Regions from separate parts of the Sus scrofa genome. Here region 2 is linked to region 1. Evidence: chromatin contacts called from public promoter capture Hi-C data. All regions are on one chromosome and are shown on one strand. Each heading gives the region's core, a stretch centred on a gene start, on an enhancer-like site or on the middle of the called end of the contact. The rest is flanking DNA. Distances are from core to core; before and after follow the strand shown. Region 1 holds the start of MNT (max-binding protein MNT). Region 2 holds the start of CLUH (clustered mitochondria protein homolog).

Region 1 (7,895 bases), core at 2,598-5,097:
TAGGCTCTTTATTTATTAATTTTTGTCTTTTTAAGACCGGCAGCAACATGGGTTTAGACTCTTTATTTTTGTATTTGTAGGGCTGCACTGGCGGCATAGGAGGTTCCCAGGCTAGGGGTTACATCGGAGCTGTAGCTGCGGGCCTACACCACTCTATAGCCACAGCAACACAGAACCTGAGCCACATCTTGGACCTACACCACAGCTCACAGAAACACCAGATCCTTAACCCACTGAGCAAAGCCTGGGATCGAATCCGCGTCCTCATGGATACTAGTCAGGTTCCTTACCCCTGAGCCACAATGGGAACCCCCAGACTCTTTAAAATAATGCTCTGCTGCACCTTTCCACCACCTTCCATGGGCTCTGTCCGGAGTGTGCCCCCAGTTAATTCAGCAGACCCTTCTGGGTGATCCAGGGGCCAAGACTCCATCCCACAATGGAGAGTATGGACACTGAGCTTCCCCCCAAGCCACTGTGGCCCAGGGGCTCAGCAGGCACAGAGCTGGGGTCAGAGGAGTCTATACCAGGTGGCTCCCAACGTTCAGGAGAGTTCTCCCCTTCTACATGCTAACAGGGATCTTGGTGCACGAGGCAGACCCAAGGTGTGATTAGCTCAGGTAGAAGGGGGTCACATTCGAGCCACCTCCGTGCCTGCTAGAGGTGACCAGGCCCTCCCGCTGGCCACCAGGATGGCCTTGCCCTTTCCTCTCCCCTCTTGCACATACAGCGCACATGCACACACATCCACGGGCTCATCATGTGAGCACCTGGCTGGTCTAGGTCAGGAAACTGTTGCTTGAGGCTTGAGGACGGGAGGATCCCTGTTCAGGGCTGTGCATGGGGTACACACTCCCAGAAAGCAGTGCTGGTCCACAGGCTCACCAGCACCCCTTTCTCTCCCATTCTTCCCACCCAAGTTATAGGACAGAACCTCAAGGAGGAGAAAAAAAATGAATTCCGGAGATTAAGCTGCTGCAGCCAGGTCTACTATCTGTAGCATGACTTTCTGGAAAAAATCTGGCTTTCCAGCATCCATCCATCCATCCCCTCAGACCTCCTGCCCCACCACCAAGAAGCCTCAACTTAGGGAATTCCCTTGTGGCACATTAAGTATCAAGCAGCACTGTCACTCAGATCAGCTCCCTGCCCTCTGTTCTCAACACAGGGATGAGGGGGGAGCAGGGCTCTAACCCGTCTTGGGAGAGAGCCATTCTCAGGTTCAAGTGTTGCACACGTCATCCCTGGGGTTCCTACTGTCAGTCTGGACAGACTTATCCGGGAAAGGGTGGTAGACTTGACAGTGAGGGCCGCCTTCCCTCCCCTCGCAGGGCCAACTAGCCTGAGGCTAAAGTGAAGGTGAAAGTGAGTTTCCCTTGGGGCAACAGTAGGCTCAGTACTGCTGCCTCTAGCACAGGGGGCAGTTCCCAGTGGGGACACAATAGGCACTTCTGAATTGCATTGTGTTGATGGTGGCAGCAGATGACTCAGTCTCTCCAAATCTGTGCAGGCTCCTCCCCGTGCCACTGCTCCTGCAAGCAGAATGTTCTCACCACCTGCACTGTCCACCAACTGACCCTGCTCTGGACCCCAAAGACAAGGGGGAAGGAGGGGCGCATGAGCTGATGCCCCGGCCCATCAGTTCGAAAACCTAAGCATTCTCGCTCTCACGTATCTCGAGTGACTCCTGACCTTGAAAGGCTGGTCTACCCGACCAGGCCCTCAGACCCGTCCCTCCCCCGCCCCTGGTTCGCGGCCACTCCCCCGCCCGCCGCGACGGCGGTACACACTGCAGGCGCGCGCCTGCGCGCACACAACACACACTACTACCTCCTGCATGACTCATCATTGAAGCAACAATAGGCAGAGAGAAAGGAAAGGAGGGCGACGCACTCTCTCCACCACAACCAACCCGGCCGAAGGGCGGGGGTAAGGGTTGGAGGAAACAACAGCCCCCGGATACTGCACACACACCCGGATCCAGGGTTGCGGCCCTCGCAGCAGTCCGGAAAACCGAGGTCTTTCCTCAGTCCCTACTTCTGTAGCACCTGGGGACCACCAACAGAGCGCGTGGGGAGAGGGGGCATCTGAAATCTCCAGCTCGGCCCTGTCGAGAGAGCGCCAAAGTTTGCCGGTTCTCAGCCTGGCTTATTCCACACTGGTCAGCGGTGCTGACCGGGTCCTGATAAGAATGTCTGGAGGGGTCAGTGGGAGTATGTAAGCTCTATATATCCCAACGCTTGGCTATTCTGAGGATTTCCCTCGCCCCAGGACCAAAAATTGGAGGTTGGGGTGAGAACCTACAGGTGAGCTCAGCTCCTCCCTCGTAGGGCAGACTCTCCCGGGGAGATGCCCGGGGGCCAGAGCCCGGGCCCAACCCGGCGGAAGGCCCCTAGCCAGCCCCGCCCAGGCTCCGCCCCCGGCCGAGCGCGAGGCAGCAGGGAGGGGCAGGGCCGCGCAGTCCCCAGCGGGAGTGTCCCCGGTGCACGTGGTCGGGGGCGGGCCCTGTCCACGTCACCACCCGGTGTAACCAACGGGCTTAGAACGCAGGCACACGCAACATTCCAGCCGAGAGCGGGTTTAGAAGGCGCAGACACGCCACATTCCACACCGGCTAAAGTGGGGCGCAGCAAGGGGGGCCCCGGGTCTGCCCCCGGCGACCTTCGGGCCGTTTCACCGATGCACTAATCAGCCCGGCTCTCACCCAAACCCCTGACGCGCGACCCAGCCCAGTTGTGGGAGGCGGGGTCAGGCGGGGCTGGCCAGGATCATAAGACACGCGATGTCATTTTCATTCTGCAAAGGCCGCCTCCGCCCCAAGCGGCGAGTAAGATCTGCCAGGAGCGCCCCCCGCACCCACCCCACAAGACTAGGGAAGCCGGGGAGCTGCTTCGCGTAGAGTAATTCCACCCCCCACTCCGTTACACACACGCCCACTCGTGTGCACTAGACACTCACCCGTGTAAACGTCCGTTCATCCGCTCTCATCGAGGCTCGCATCACACATCCCCTGTGCACACACGCACACGCCCGCGGGTCTGCCACCCCCACGCAACACCATTCTTCACCCCACCCCCCGGCTCGCACATCCTCAGCCCTACCGAGGGCGCTGCTGGCCCACGCGAAAGGAGCCCCTCACGAAAGGTGCACAAGTGGTGGTAGGCAGCTGGGGTGGCGCCCACAGGAGCCGGGTCCCCCGCTGCATGTTAACGAATTCATTAATTAATTTCACTGCCCACAACACTCTTCCTCCGGTGCCGGTTCTTCCGCGGAGCCTTGCAATGCCCGGCTTCGCGAGCCGCCTGGGAGAGGGTTCCGCCCGCGGTTTCGGGTGGGCTCGGGTACCAGGGTCGCTCGCCTCCCCTTCCCCGCTGCCCTAGGGGCCCAGCCCGGCCGCTCACCACGTGCTCTCTGTTGTTGCTGCGCTTGCCATTCCAGGAAGCGGGCCGCCTCCAGTAGCGTCTCTATGCTCATCGCGCCGAGAGCTGCCGGGGGCGCGCCGGGGCCGAGACTGCGGCCCGCGAGTCGAGCACAGGTCAGGCTGGCGGGCAGGCAGGAGGGAGGGATCACCTCCGGGGGGCGACAGGGCTGGGCGGCGCAGCGCACTCCGCAGGGAAGAACGGGGAAGCACAGGGAGAAAAACCAATGTCTCCCCAAATATTTGCAAAATGTAATTTGCAAATTTAAATATATTGATGCAAAAAAAATAAGGCGGCACTGCCTCACTCCTTCCCCTCCCACTCTTCCTCCCTTCCAATGCCTCCCGCCCCGCGGCCCCCAGGAGTCCCGCCGACAAGAAAAGGCTTTGCAACAAGATGGCGAGGAGGCACCGACACACACAACAAGGGAAGGAGCCGCGCTGCCCCCGGCCGCCGCCCCCGCTACTACACCGGGGCCGCAGCCAAAGCCCGGACCGGAGCCCCCGCCCGCAGGGCCGCGGCTTCTCACGAAGGGAGGGGCGTGGTCCCGGGCAGGCTGGCCCCGCCCACTCAAGACGGCGAGCGCACACGTGGCCTGGGTGGGGTGGGAGAAGCTCCAGCCGGGTTCGCGCCCTGCATTTCCGCTTTCCCGCCTCCCCCCGCCCCGATTGCAAGCCACAAGTTTAGCAAGGGCTGCATGTTTGTGTCATTCACAACTAAAATTATCCTGCTGGAGGGAAGGAAGGGTGGAAAACTCAAGACTCGAGTTAGTTCAAATAAGGATATTCCAGGTCAAGGAAACCTTAGGCTGGTAGAGACTGGCCCGAACCCTGGGTCCACACGTGACCTAATTCCCGCAACCACCAGGCTGTCGCAATTCCCCCGGGATCCGCCCCTGGGCGGAGCTGACGGCAGGAGGCTGCCAGAGAACTGGCAGAGGGAGCGGAGTGGCGATCCTGTTCCGCGTTTTGTCTCCGTTCCTCCCCCCGCAGTGCGTTCGCATCCTATTAGGCGACGTCACCGGGCCGCGGGCCAATGGGCGGGCAGGACAACACGGCATGGAGCAGCTCCACATGGACACCCCGCGCCGCCAGCCTTCTGTTTAAAGGGCCAGTGTCTAGCAGGGTCACATTCGCGGGTGCGGATGGGGACGCTGTGTGAAGGGTGGGACTCCGAAAGGGAAATTGTGCAGTTGTGACCTGATCTACTCTTTACTTTTCACTATCCTCCCTCCAAAACAAAGTGTCTCCCTTTCCTTCCTATAAACTCTTGCCTTTGTCCACGCGCCTCTGAGGCGGGCGGAAACTCCAAATGTGCCACCCCAGAAGTCGCCCTTTGCTCTGGGGCCGGACCGAGGGCAAATTAGGCTAGGTGTCCAAAGCCCAGACCGAGGGGGCGTGGCGCAAATCGGGAACAACAACGTGGAGGGCGGAAGCTCGGCCCTCCCAGTGGCTGGGCAACCAAGGCGGGAGCGGGGGCGGGGCCACCCGCCCGGCCACTATCGCTCTCGCGGGCGGGGTAAGACCCCTGGCCTGGCGCTTCCTCTGGCGGCTTCTTGCGGTAGAGTTTGGAGGCGTTTGGGGTACAAACAGAATTTGGTCCGTTTACCCAAATTCTTAAACTTTGCAGATAAGGAAACTGAAGACCAGAAAGGATTTTTCTGCGGTCACTCAATATTCCAGTTGCTCCTTTCCCCATTGGAGCATTTATACCTGACCCCATGGATGATGACTCTTTTGAAGGCAGTTCTGGGGCAAGGCCCACAACTAGAAAAAAAAGTCATGGAGGAGTATCAAACTGCTCACACGGAAAGGGGGGGATCTGACCACTTAACGTATTGTGATGGCGGGGGCACCAAAAATCTTCACCTGAAACCCTGCCGCGCTGTTTCTTTGGTGGAGGCAACACAAACCCCATTGGTACAGTTGGCAGTGACAGGCACAGGCTGAAGGCATAGTTGGAGCACCTTGGAGCAGGTCCAGCTCTGCTGTCCCAATGCCCACAGGCCTCAGGCACCTGGGTCTTGGCCCCCAGATTCCTTTCTTTGCTAATCAGTTCTAATAAAGTAGGACAGTGGCAGTTGGGCTCAGGATCTTGTGGCCTAGATGTTACAATCATATGAAGCCAGAAAGCAAACCTTTGTGAGGTTGGCTGAGTGGCAGATCATCCTGTCAATCCATCCCATGCCATCCCCACTGTGCCCTTAGAGGCTTACTTTCCTTTTGAGGCGGACTAGCTAGAGGAGAGCTAGACACATGGAAAGCTGATGTAAATGATGCTTGCTGGCTTTGTGCCTTTCCTTAGAGGGCATAATGCATCCCAGGGAAAGAAAATCTGCAGATTCTGGAAATCAAGAACCAAGTGAATGGGAGGAAGAGGGTTGTTTGCCAGTACCAGGCTACAGAGGGCTCTTATCTTTGCACACTTAATGCCCCAACATCTGCAGTAGAACACGGAGAGGCCATTACCCACAAATGACTGGGTGACATAGGCTTTGTTTATGATGAAGCTGGAAAGCAACAGGGGACCAGAGCATAAGAGCGAAGTTTTTCTCTTTTCTGCAGGATGAATGCTCTTTTCCTCAGATGGCTAAATCTGTTGCTGGTCCTGCCACTGCTTCCTTTAAGGTGTCTGCCACCTGTTACCAGTGTGGTTAGGCCTGGCCCACTACATAACCAAAGAAAATGGAAAGTTAAAAGGCACCTTAAAAAATATATATGTATTTATGGGGTTCCCGTCGTGGAGCAGTGGAAACGAATCCGCCTAGAAACCATGAGGTTGAGGGTTTAATCCGTGGCCTTGCTCAGTGGGTTAAGGATCTGGCATCGCCATGAGCTGTGGTGTAGGTCGAAGATGCAGCTCGGATCCTGCATTGCTGTGGCTGTGGCGTAGGCCGGCAGCTATAGCTCTGATTAGACTCCTAGCCTGGGAACCTCCATATGCTGGAGGTGCAGCCCTAAAAAGCAAAAATTTTTTTGTTTTAAAAATATTTTTTAAATATATGGCAATAAACAGTCTAATACATATATAACAGTAACATCAAATAATGTTGTTGATCAAGTTCTTTTTTTCTTTTTGTCTTTTCTAGGGCCGCTCCTGCGGCACATGGAGATTCCCAGGCTAGGGGTCAAATCGGGGCTGCAGCTGCTGGCCTATGCCAGACCCACAGCAACGCGGAATCCGAGCCGCGTCTGTCACCTACACCACAGCTCACGGCAACGCCGGATCCTTAACCCACTGAGCAAGGACAGGGATCGAACCCGCAACCTCATGGTTCCTAGTCGGATTCGTTAACCACTGCGCCATGACAGGAACTCCCAAGTTCTAATTTAATTAGGGGTCAGCCCTCTACGAGTCTGTCCATTGGCCCAGGATGCTCAGAGGGAGCTACCTCCAGCCATATCCTTCTGCATTCCTAAAGTGGTCATGGCACTTATATAGCCCTCAAGTCTCTTCTAGAGGGTGAAGTCCAAGTTTTCTGATTTGTCTGGGACCAGCTCTGTCGCACCACAGAGGCACCCCTCTGAAAAGTAGTGTTCTGAAGACAGCTTTTCCGTAAGGGTGGGGAAGCAGGAGATAAAAGTGGGGTGAACACAGACTCCACATGCCAATCTCTCCCTTGTCCCCAATAGCCCATCTGCTCCAGAGCTTAGTGGAGATGCTCGCTATTTAAAACAAACTGCCTTCCTGGCTTCACATGATCATCTGTTTATTTGGGTCATGTGGGGACAGCAGCCAGGGGATGTTAGGCAAAAGCAACGGTTTGAAAGGAGGCTTTTCCTGTAGGCTGTTGTTGCCTACAGGAGCCTGAAAGTGGCCAAAGAGCTCCTCATCAATCAAGGTTACTCCTGTTGGGGAATGGACAGTGGGGGCGGGAGAAACCTGTAAGGTGGCAAGGGGGGAGGATAAAGGAGAGGAACGAGTAGGAGGGCTGTTTCACAATGTAGCTAGCTTACTGTTCTAAAGTGGTGGGACTCAGGCAGAACCTGCAGTTGTTGTATTCATTCAAGGAGTCTTTTTTTTTTTTTTTTTGTCTTTTTGCTATTTCTTTGGGCCGCTCCCTCGGCATATGGAGGTTCCCAGGCTAGGGGTCGAATCGGAGCTGTAGCCACTGGCCTACGCCAGAGCCACAGCAACGCGGGATCCGAGCCATGTCTGCAACCTATACCACAGCTCACGGCAACGCCGGATCCTTAACCCACTGAGCAAGGGCAGGGACCGAACCCGCAAACTCATGGTTCCTAGTCGGATTTGTTAACCACTGCGCCACGACGGGAACTCCCAGGGAGTCTTTTTGATGTTTCAGCCTAAAGTCAGCATGTTTGAGGAAGAGTCCAAAGCCCAGCCATTTCCAAACAGTTATTCCTGATGTTTCTTTATGGCTTCTAGTGACTAGTACCTCTGGGGTAGGAAGAAAACTGGCCCATCTGTCAGTGTGTGTGTAATTCTCATGAGAGGATTTCTATTTCCATTCTC
Region 2 (7,895 bases), core at 2,782-5,281, 280 kb after region 1:
GGGACAGGTCCCAGCAAGGGGGTCCTTTCCTCAGCCCCAACCCCACTAGGGGTGGGCAGGACCACTTCAGCCAGCTGCCGGCAACAGCTGGCGCAGACCCAGGCCCAGGCCATGAAGTGGCTACCCCCGGTCCACCAGCTGCACCGAGCACCCCGCCCGCCTACTGGGTCCAGTGGCTGGCCGGGGGCCTCTGGCTCGTGCTGCCCCCTGCAGGTGACCTGGCAGCCCTTCCCTTCCTGAGAGGCACTAGTTCTGGTGGGAGGGGGGATGGGTCCCCTGACTCCCAGAGGACAACTGCACCCGTGCCTCAGGCCTCCTGCTCCACCAAGAAGCTGGCAGGCTCTGGCTCCCCTTCCCAGCAGCCCCCGCGCTGCCAAGAGAAAACCAAGTCTCTCCCCTGGGGAAACAGAGCTGGCAGCAAGAGGCCAAAGGCCGTGCGTGCGGCTGTGGAGAAGAAACATGCCCAGCCTCGCCAGGGCGCCTTCCCAGGGCCTCTGACTTGTTGCCAGGGCCCAGGCAGAACTGCTCCGGCATCCATACTAACCAGGGCGGGGGCGGGGAGCCAGGCTTCCTCTAGGCAGCCCCACCTCCTGTCCAGCCCCGTCCCAGCAGCCCTGAAGGGCTGGCACCCAGCAGGCTCTCAACCCCCTGCAGCCCCCAAGCACAGGTTCTAGCCTGCGCACACTCAGCAGTGGTACCAAGGCCCAGAGCCCCTCTTCTCCCACTGGGCTCCCCAAACACACTCCCACCCTCTGGAGGCGAGGGTGGGGCAGATTTGCCTGGCAGTGGGGCAGATCTGCCTGGCAATGACCCCGGAGTAGCTGCTATAACCACGGGCATCCTGGTTACCACAAAGCCAACGTTCATCTAGGCCGAGCCCACAGCAGACCCCTCCGTCGGCTTGAAGAGACCCTCTCACTTGAGGAAACTGAGGCTCCAGAAAGTTAGTAAGCAAGCTGCCCAAGGTCACAGAGGCAAAAGGCAACCAAGCCAGGTCAAGAAAAAAACACATTCATCAGTTGCCCAAGCGCAGGGCTCTGAGTGCCACTCCCCAGGCTGAAGCACCCACCAGGTAAACAGCCCCCCCTTCCTCTACACCCCCAAGCCTCTACACCCCTGGGATGGCACCCCTTCTCTTACCCCAGGGGGCATCTCTGAGGAGCTGGGCTTCAGGGAGAGGGAAAGGAGAACCTCCACAGAACAAGGAAGGGGTCACCCCAACAGCATGGCATATGCCCCACCTCCCAGTCTTCACTGGATGAAGAGCCCTGCCTCATCCTGGGAGCAAAGGGACCCCACAGGCAGCAGAAAGGAGTCAGAGAGGAAACACAGGCAGCCCAGGTGCCTTGCACGTTCCCCAGCCTGGCATGCCTCACTCAGTAGACTGTGCCAGGGCCAGGCCCCGCCCCTACAAAACCTCAGCAGGTGAGGCTCCAGCAGGAAGTAAAGCCTCAGAAGGCATATCACCCCAGCTCAGAAACCTGGGGCTTCAAGGGAAAAGGGGGCAGAGGGGAGGAGGCATCCTAAAGAAGACCCCCAGAATGCAGCTGTCTGCCTCCTTCCCATCCCCACCAGGGGCCAGAAGCAGGTCTGCAGGGTTTGGGGAGGGTCCAGTGTTCCCTGAGCTGCTCTGCTCAGACCTTCCCAGGAGAGCTATGAGGGCTCTGTCCAGGAGCTCCCCGAAGCACGCAAGCTCCCCTCCAGTCTGCCGGCCCTCTCCCCCGCTGCTCTGGGCCTCAACTCCAAGGAGCCTGACCCTAGGCAGAAGGAACTCAACATACCACCATGAACTTGAAAAACCTGCCCGTTCTCTTAACCCCTAAATGCAGCTTTATCCCCAAAAAAGTAACTGATCCTATGTCTCCCCCGCCAAAAGCCTTGATCACCTCCTCCGAGGGACTAGAGATCGTCCGGAGCTAGGTTCTGAGGTCAAGAAGCCGGGCTGAGGGCCTCTGGGGATCTCCATTAAGTCCCCTCCTCCTTTTAACATGGTCTGTCGGCTCTGATGCAAGTCCTACCTCTGTACTAGGTTCCCAGAGACTTAGGGAGCCAATGCTCCACCTGCTAGTTAGTATGCTGCCAGTTTCCCCAAAATGAACAGCTGTATCCCCTCCTAACCCACACTGCCCCAGACAGAGCCCCTCAGAGAAATCCTCCAACACCCTCTGCCCCCTTCTTTAGCCGTTATGTTCTCGGTATATGATCCCAGCCAACATGCCTCGCCCAGCTCCGGGTGAGACAGGCCGGGGCAGCCTTGGCAGTCTGGCTGTGAGCTAGAAATCCAAATGCTAAATTGCTGTGTGACCTTGGGCAAGTCGCTTCATCTCTTCCAGTCTCTTTGCTAGAGGGGAAATCATCCTCTTATCTAGCCTGCACCACTGATTCAGAGTCTCATCTGGGTGAAGCCTGGCAGGCTGGAGTCATCCACATTTGTCATTCTGCCCAAAACCTTGGCCTTCTCTAGGCAATCAGCAAAACTGCCACAGGACCTATCCCCCACCACCAGTAACCCGGCTGTGATCAGCTAGAGGGTCTTAGAGCCCCCCTAACACTGTCCTGACTCACCCAAGCTGGGAAGGGACATGAAGACGACAAGCCCCTTTTGAGGAGAGATACAGGGAGTCGGAGGCAGGGGTATTTCTGCACTCCCACACTGTCACCCAGGGCAGAGAGGGACACAACCCAGCCCTGGGGCTCTGAGGAGGATTTGGAGATGACAACCCAGGGGCTGGGAAGGGGCTTCCAGTCTCAAGGCTGGAACCAGAGATGTGATGGAAGGAATAGAGAGAAGAGAGGAGCCTCAGGAGAAACGAAGAGGCAGGCCCCACCCGAGAAAAGCTGCAGCCACTCCCAAAGCCAATGCCACATACCCCCCATGGTGGAAAGCAGGGAGCTCAACTCCACGCTGCTGACCTTTGCCTTAAAAACAGCAACTCTGGGCTGACCCACTTTTCGCAATAAGGTGAGTTAATGATCAAGTTCTGGCACAAACACCACCTCCTGCCAAGGAGTTTGGCTTTGCCCCCACACACAGGCAGAACCCCCGCCCCCCGCGCCCCGGCCCCCGTCTTCCTACTAGGCAGACTCCTAACAGGACCGCGATCAGATCCTGCAGATCTGGGCTTAACGCCTTGTTTCGTCTGACAACGAATCACAGAAGCTCCCTTACTAAACACACACCCCAACTCCCGCTCTTCCCAAAGACCAAGCCTGAGAAGTCCCAAGCTGACTCTAACTGGCAAAGCTGCAGTCTTGTGCCCAGGGAATGTTTGCGATCCTGACGCGAAGTGGGTGCCTGACGGAGCAAGTTGTCAAGTGACCCCAGCGGGAAGAGTTCCCCATGCCCAGGCGCGGAGGGGGTGGGGCCGCCGAGTTGGTCCGCCTGCCTCGGCGGCGCACCCCGAAACCGCGTGTGCGCGCACGTGTCCCCGCGGTGAGTCGCGCGTATGCTCGCCGCCGCTGTTCTCCCCGGGACCCCACGTGCGAAGCCCGGGCCGCAGCCGGGGGCGACAGTGAAGGTGACCTTCAGGGCAGGGGCACCCGGTGCAGGGCCCGGCGAGATGCAACCCGGCCAGGCGCGGAAGGAAGGCGGCGGTCCCCGCGCAACGCCGGACCCACCCGCCAGCTCGGCCCAGTCCAGCCTCCCGCCCAGCTGCCCCCTGGCCCCAGCCCTGCTCACCAGCCGCGCCTGGCCGCCCCTTGCCACCGGCCTGCGAGCTGGGCTCCCGGGCGCTGTCGGCCGGGGCGGCCGCCGGTAACTCGTCCGTTTTGATGACCATGGCGGCGGGAGCGGGCGTCCGGCTTGGCTGTCCGCGCCGCCCGCCGCGCCACTAACCCAAGTGCCCTGCGCGCCGCTGCCGCTGCGGGAAGGACGGAGTCACCGGCCCACGTGGTGCGCGTGTGGCCTTTGACCCCACCGCCGCGCCTCTGTCCCGCCTTCGCGCCCGGCCCGGCCCACGGAGGCCGGCGAGGGCCGAAATACACCGCGCCTTGTTCGCCGTCTACCAACGCGGCGCCTTTCCCGAACGTCTTAAAGGGAACGTACCGTGGCCCGGGCAAGAGAGAGGCTTCGCTCCCCCTCGAGGGGCGGAGCTACAGAGAGACGTCCTTGCGGGTTGCCACCCGTCGGGCGGGCGCTTTGACCTTGGGTGGGGACTGCTTTAGGACTGTTCCTGCTTACCGACCCCTCCCCCAAGGGCTTCCTATTGCAAAGCTGCCAAATGACCACGCGGTCCCTAATCTGTGGTGTTCACGTTACCCTCAGCGCCCTTCTCTACAAGCTTGCCATTTCCCCCCAAAGGGGTGGGGCTAGGGTGCGTCTAGCTTCTTGAAGAGGGGGTGGAGGGTAGCCTAGTTTCTGGTCACTAGAGGCAGGGGTGGCAGGTGGTTAATAGGGATGGAGTGTCCGAGATGGACGAACAAACTTTGTCCTGAGCCACCACGGCCTCCTTTCTGCCAGCGGCCTCTACACCCCGCTCCAGACGAGTCCTCACTTCTTTCAGGCCGGTGCATTATCCCCACTTTAGAGTGGAGGCAGGGAAGACCAAGGTCACACAGAGAGCGAGGATTTAGCTGGGCCGGGCTAAGTCTACAGACTGGACACTGTACAGTAGTTCATGTTTTCACATGATTGTGGCCTGGTAGAGACTGAGAAGTGAAGTCAGCATGCTGACCAGGTGACATTTTACCAGGTTTTTTTTTTTTTTTGTCTTTTTCTAGTGTCGCACCCACAGCATATGGAGGTTCCCAGGCTAGGGCTCTAATTGGAGCTGTAGCCTCTGGCCTATGCCACAGCCACGCCAGATCCGAGCTGCATCTGTGACCTACACCACAGCTTACGGCAATGCCGGATCCTTAACCCGCTGAGCAAGGGCAGGGATTGAACCCACAACCTCATGGTTCCTAGTTGGATTCGTTAACCACTGCGCCATGATGGGAACTCCTTACCGGGTCTTGCCAGGGAGCTGAAGTTCTCTATGCTAAGGGAATAGGAGGGTCTTCCTTGCGCAGGCCCAGGAAGCCATGGGGAAGCATTTAAGGCATATTCCAGGAACTAGTAAGAATCGAGAAGCTGAAGCTGCAGAGGTGGCCTGAGGTAGGCTTAGGTTCTCATAAAAACTGCAAAAGAGGAATGCCCACCATGGCACAGAATCTCACCGCAGTGGCTCTGGCTGCTGTGGAGGCTTGGGCACCAATCCCTCTCGCTCAGCCCAGTGGGTTAAAGGATCTGGAGTTTCTGCAGCTGTGGTGTAGGGTGCAGCTGTAGCTCAGATTCAATCCCTGGTCTGGGGAACGTCCATATGCCCCAGGTGCAGCCGTTAAAACAAAAAAATTGCACAGGAAAGTGGACTTTGCCCTGGAGTACAGGTGATGGGACAGGGAGCCAGTGAAAAGCTTTAAGCATCTAAGCAGGAAGAAGAGAGGTGAGAAATGTTCTGGCAGGGACAGAGCTAAACCAGGGCTCGATGAGTTTGGACTATTGCACAAGAAGGCTAGAAATAAAAGCAAGACCTGACTACCCACCACATGGAGGGCGAGCAGTTAGGTGGTGCATGAACCTAACACAGCTGGACTGGAAATCTGCATTCTGCAACCTCCACTTTGTTTCTTTTTTGTAACCTTGAGCAAGTCACTTGACTTTCACGCCTCTGAATCTCAGGAGCTTTCTCTGTCAAATAAAAACACCCATCTGTCTAGCCTCTCACCTAGCGGTGGGGTGCAGATAGTAGTCATCAAAGCAGTGTAGATAGTGTAAAACACTGGGTGATTCACTCTTTCAAGGGAAGCTTGCAGGAACTTAGTGCTGCAGGAAGATCAGAGATGAAACACTTAGTCCCTGCCAGGAGAAGTTTCAATCTGGTGGATGAAGAGAGATACGCCCTGCCATCACATGTCTCAGGCTGCAGAATAAAAGCCTTTAAAGAAGGCAGCTCCGACTGAGCAGGGGAGGCAGTCAGGGAGGGCTTCTCAGAAGAGACTGCTCTGAAGCTTTGAAGGGTCAGAAGGATTTTAATGTACAAGTCAGAAGAATCATGGGGGAAAACACAGAATGAGAGACCCCGGGAATTTATTCACTCATTTATTTATTGGTACAGTCCAGGTCTTTTATTTTCTTTACATCTATCGTGCCATGAATTCATAGGGAATGGGTTCCAGCAGCTCAGGCTTCTTTCCATTGGTTCTCAGTGTATTTCTCTGGGTGGAGCAAGCGAGTGCTTTGGTTGAATCCAACTACCTTTCTTTTTGGCTTCCTTCTCTTCCTGATCATTTTCCTTCACATGTTTCAGGAAGCTATCTTAGAGTGCTTAATATGCTCAATATACACACTAAGTCTCTTTCCAAAAAACCTTGCTCTTAACTTGTTTGTTTACAGCAATGCCACAGTATGCTAGGGAACACTGTAGACTCTTCCGGTTTTGCCATGGCTAACATTTGTGGGGCCTTACTTTTTGAACAGTGCCTATTCCCATGATGTCTAAGATATCACCTTTCTTGGCATTTCCCGTCATGGCGAATCCAACCAGGCACCATGAGGTTTCGGGTTCGATCCCCAACCTCACTCAGTGGGTTAAGGATCCGACGTTGCCGTGAGCTGTGGTGTAGGTCACAGATGTGGCTCGGATCCTGCGTTGCTGTGGCTGTGGCGTCGGCCGGTGGCTATAGCTCCATTCGACCCCTAGCCTGGGAACCTCCATATGCCGAGGGAAGCAGCCCTAGAAAAGGCAAAAAGACAAAATAAATAAAATAAAACATCACCTTTCTTGTAGATTTCACATGTATGTTTCCATAGGAAAAATTCCCTGTGTTCTAAAAGGTCTAGAGAACATATAGCAGGTGCCACTCCTCTTTCCCTTTGTGTACATCATTTTGGTGAGTTACTAGATGATGGCCATTCTGGCCAAAAAGCCACTCAATTATTTTCTCATAAAACCCTTTTTTTTTTTTTTTTTCCTTTTATCTTTTCAGGGCCACACCCGAGGCATATGGAGGTTCCCAGGCTATGGGTCTAATCGGAGCTACAGCTGCTGGCCTACACCACAGCCACAACAACACCAGATCGAGTCTCATCCAAGGCCTACACCACAGCTCACGGCAACCCCAGATCCTTAACCCACCAAGCGAGGCCAGGAATCGAACCTGCGTCCTCGTGGATACTAGTCAGATTCGTTTCCCCTGAACCACGAAGGCAACTCCCAATATAGCTCAGTTTTAACACTGTAAGCAGCAAGCCTGGGGAAGGGAAGACAGATCCACACAAAAAGCATCACCCTCTGACCACTTTCTCTATTGTCGGGTGGTCCAATCACATATTAAGCAGACTATTTCTGGCTTTCAAGCTGTCCACCAATGTCTTTTCACCATTATCTTCACAACAACCGCTCCCATCACTTCCCCCAACTCTCTCCACTTATACATTGTTCTGTGGTTGAGGTGACCATAAGATTTATCATGCAAATCCGGACAATTTGAGAATGAAAGTCGGCCCTATTTTTTTCTAAAGTGGACGCTATTAATAATGACATTAGGACAATAGGCATAAACTGAGACTGTTTTGGCCAAACTGGGATGTCTGGTTCTCAGATGAGGAGTCCAGCTGCTAGATCAGGGGACTTCTCGAAGGTAAAGATCATATCCTACTTATCCGGGTATCCCCAGCATCTCCCCAGAGCCTGATGCGTACTAAGTGCTTAATGCACATTAACTGGTTGAATAAAGGCCCCAGGTGTTGGCAAGCCAAGCAGTCGCTGTCCTTCTCAGGCCCCCATGTGATTTCACCTTTTTTTTTTTTTTTTTTTTTTTTTGCTTTTTAGGGCTGAATATGCAGCATATGAAGGTTCCCAGGCTAGGGGTCGAATCAGAGCTGGAGCTGCCGGTCTACACCATAGCCACAGCAA

The links. Promoter capture Hi-C pulls out the DNA fragments that hold promoters and counts their contacts.
Region 2: a promoter capture Hi-C map of fetal liver shows a contact between it and region 1, with 3 times the contacts expected there. The contact joins the promoter of CLUH here to the promoter of MNT in region 1. A contact is called at or near these places in 2 of 5 promoter capture datasets (fetal liver and liver), 5 of 47 Hi-C or Micro-C datasets (heart right ventricle, liver and skeletal muscle) and 2 of 2 datasets of contacts at active chromatin or transcription factors (alveolar macrophages and skeletal muscle).

Annotation. Positions count from the first base shown.
Region 1 is chr12:48,482,890-48,490,784 of Sscrofa11.1, forward strand. It overlaps MNT (max-binding protein MNT), which reads right to left and starts at 3,848. Exons shown (of 6, transcript XM_021067616.1): 1 at 3,402-3,848. The coding sequence starts at 3,474.
Region 2 is chr12:48,759,465-48,767,359 of Sscrofa11.1, forward strand. It overlaps CLUH (clustered mitochondria protein homolog), which reads right to left and starts at 4,032. Exons shown (of 26, transcript XM_021067625.1): 1 at 3,680-4,032. The coding sequence starts at 3,779. It also overlaps the pseudogene LOC100513176.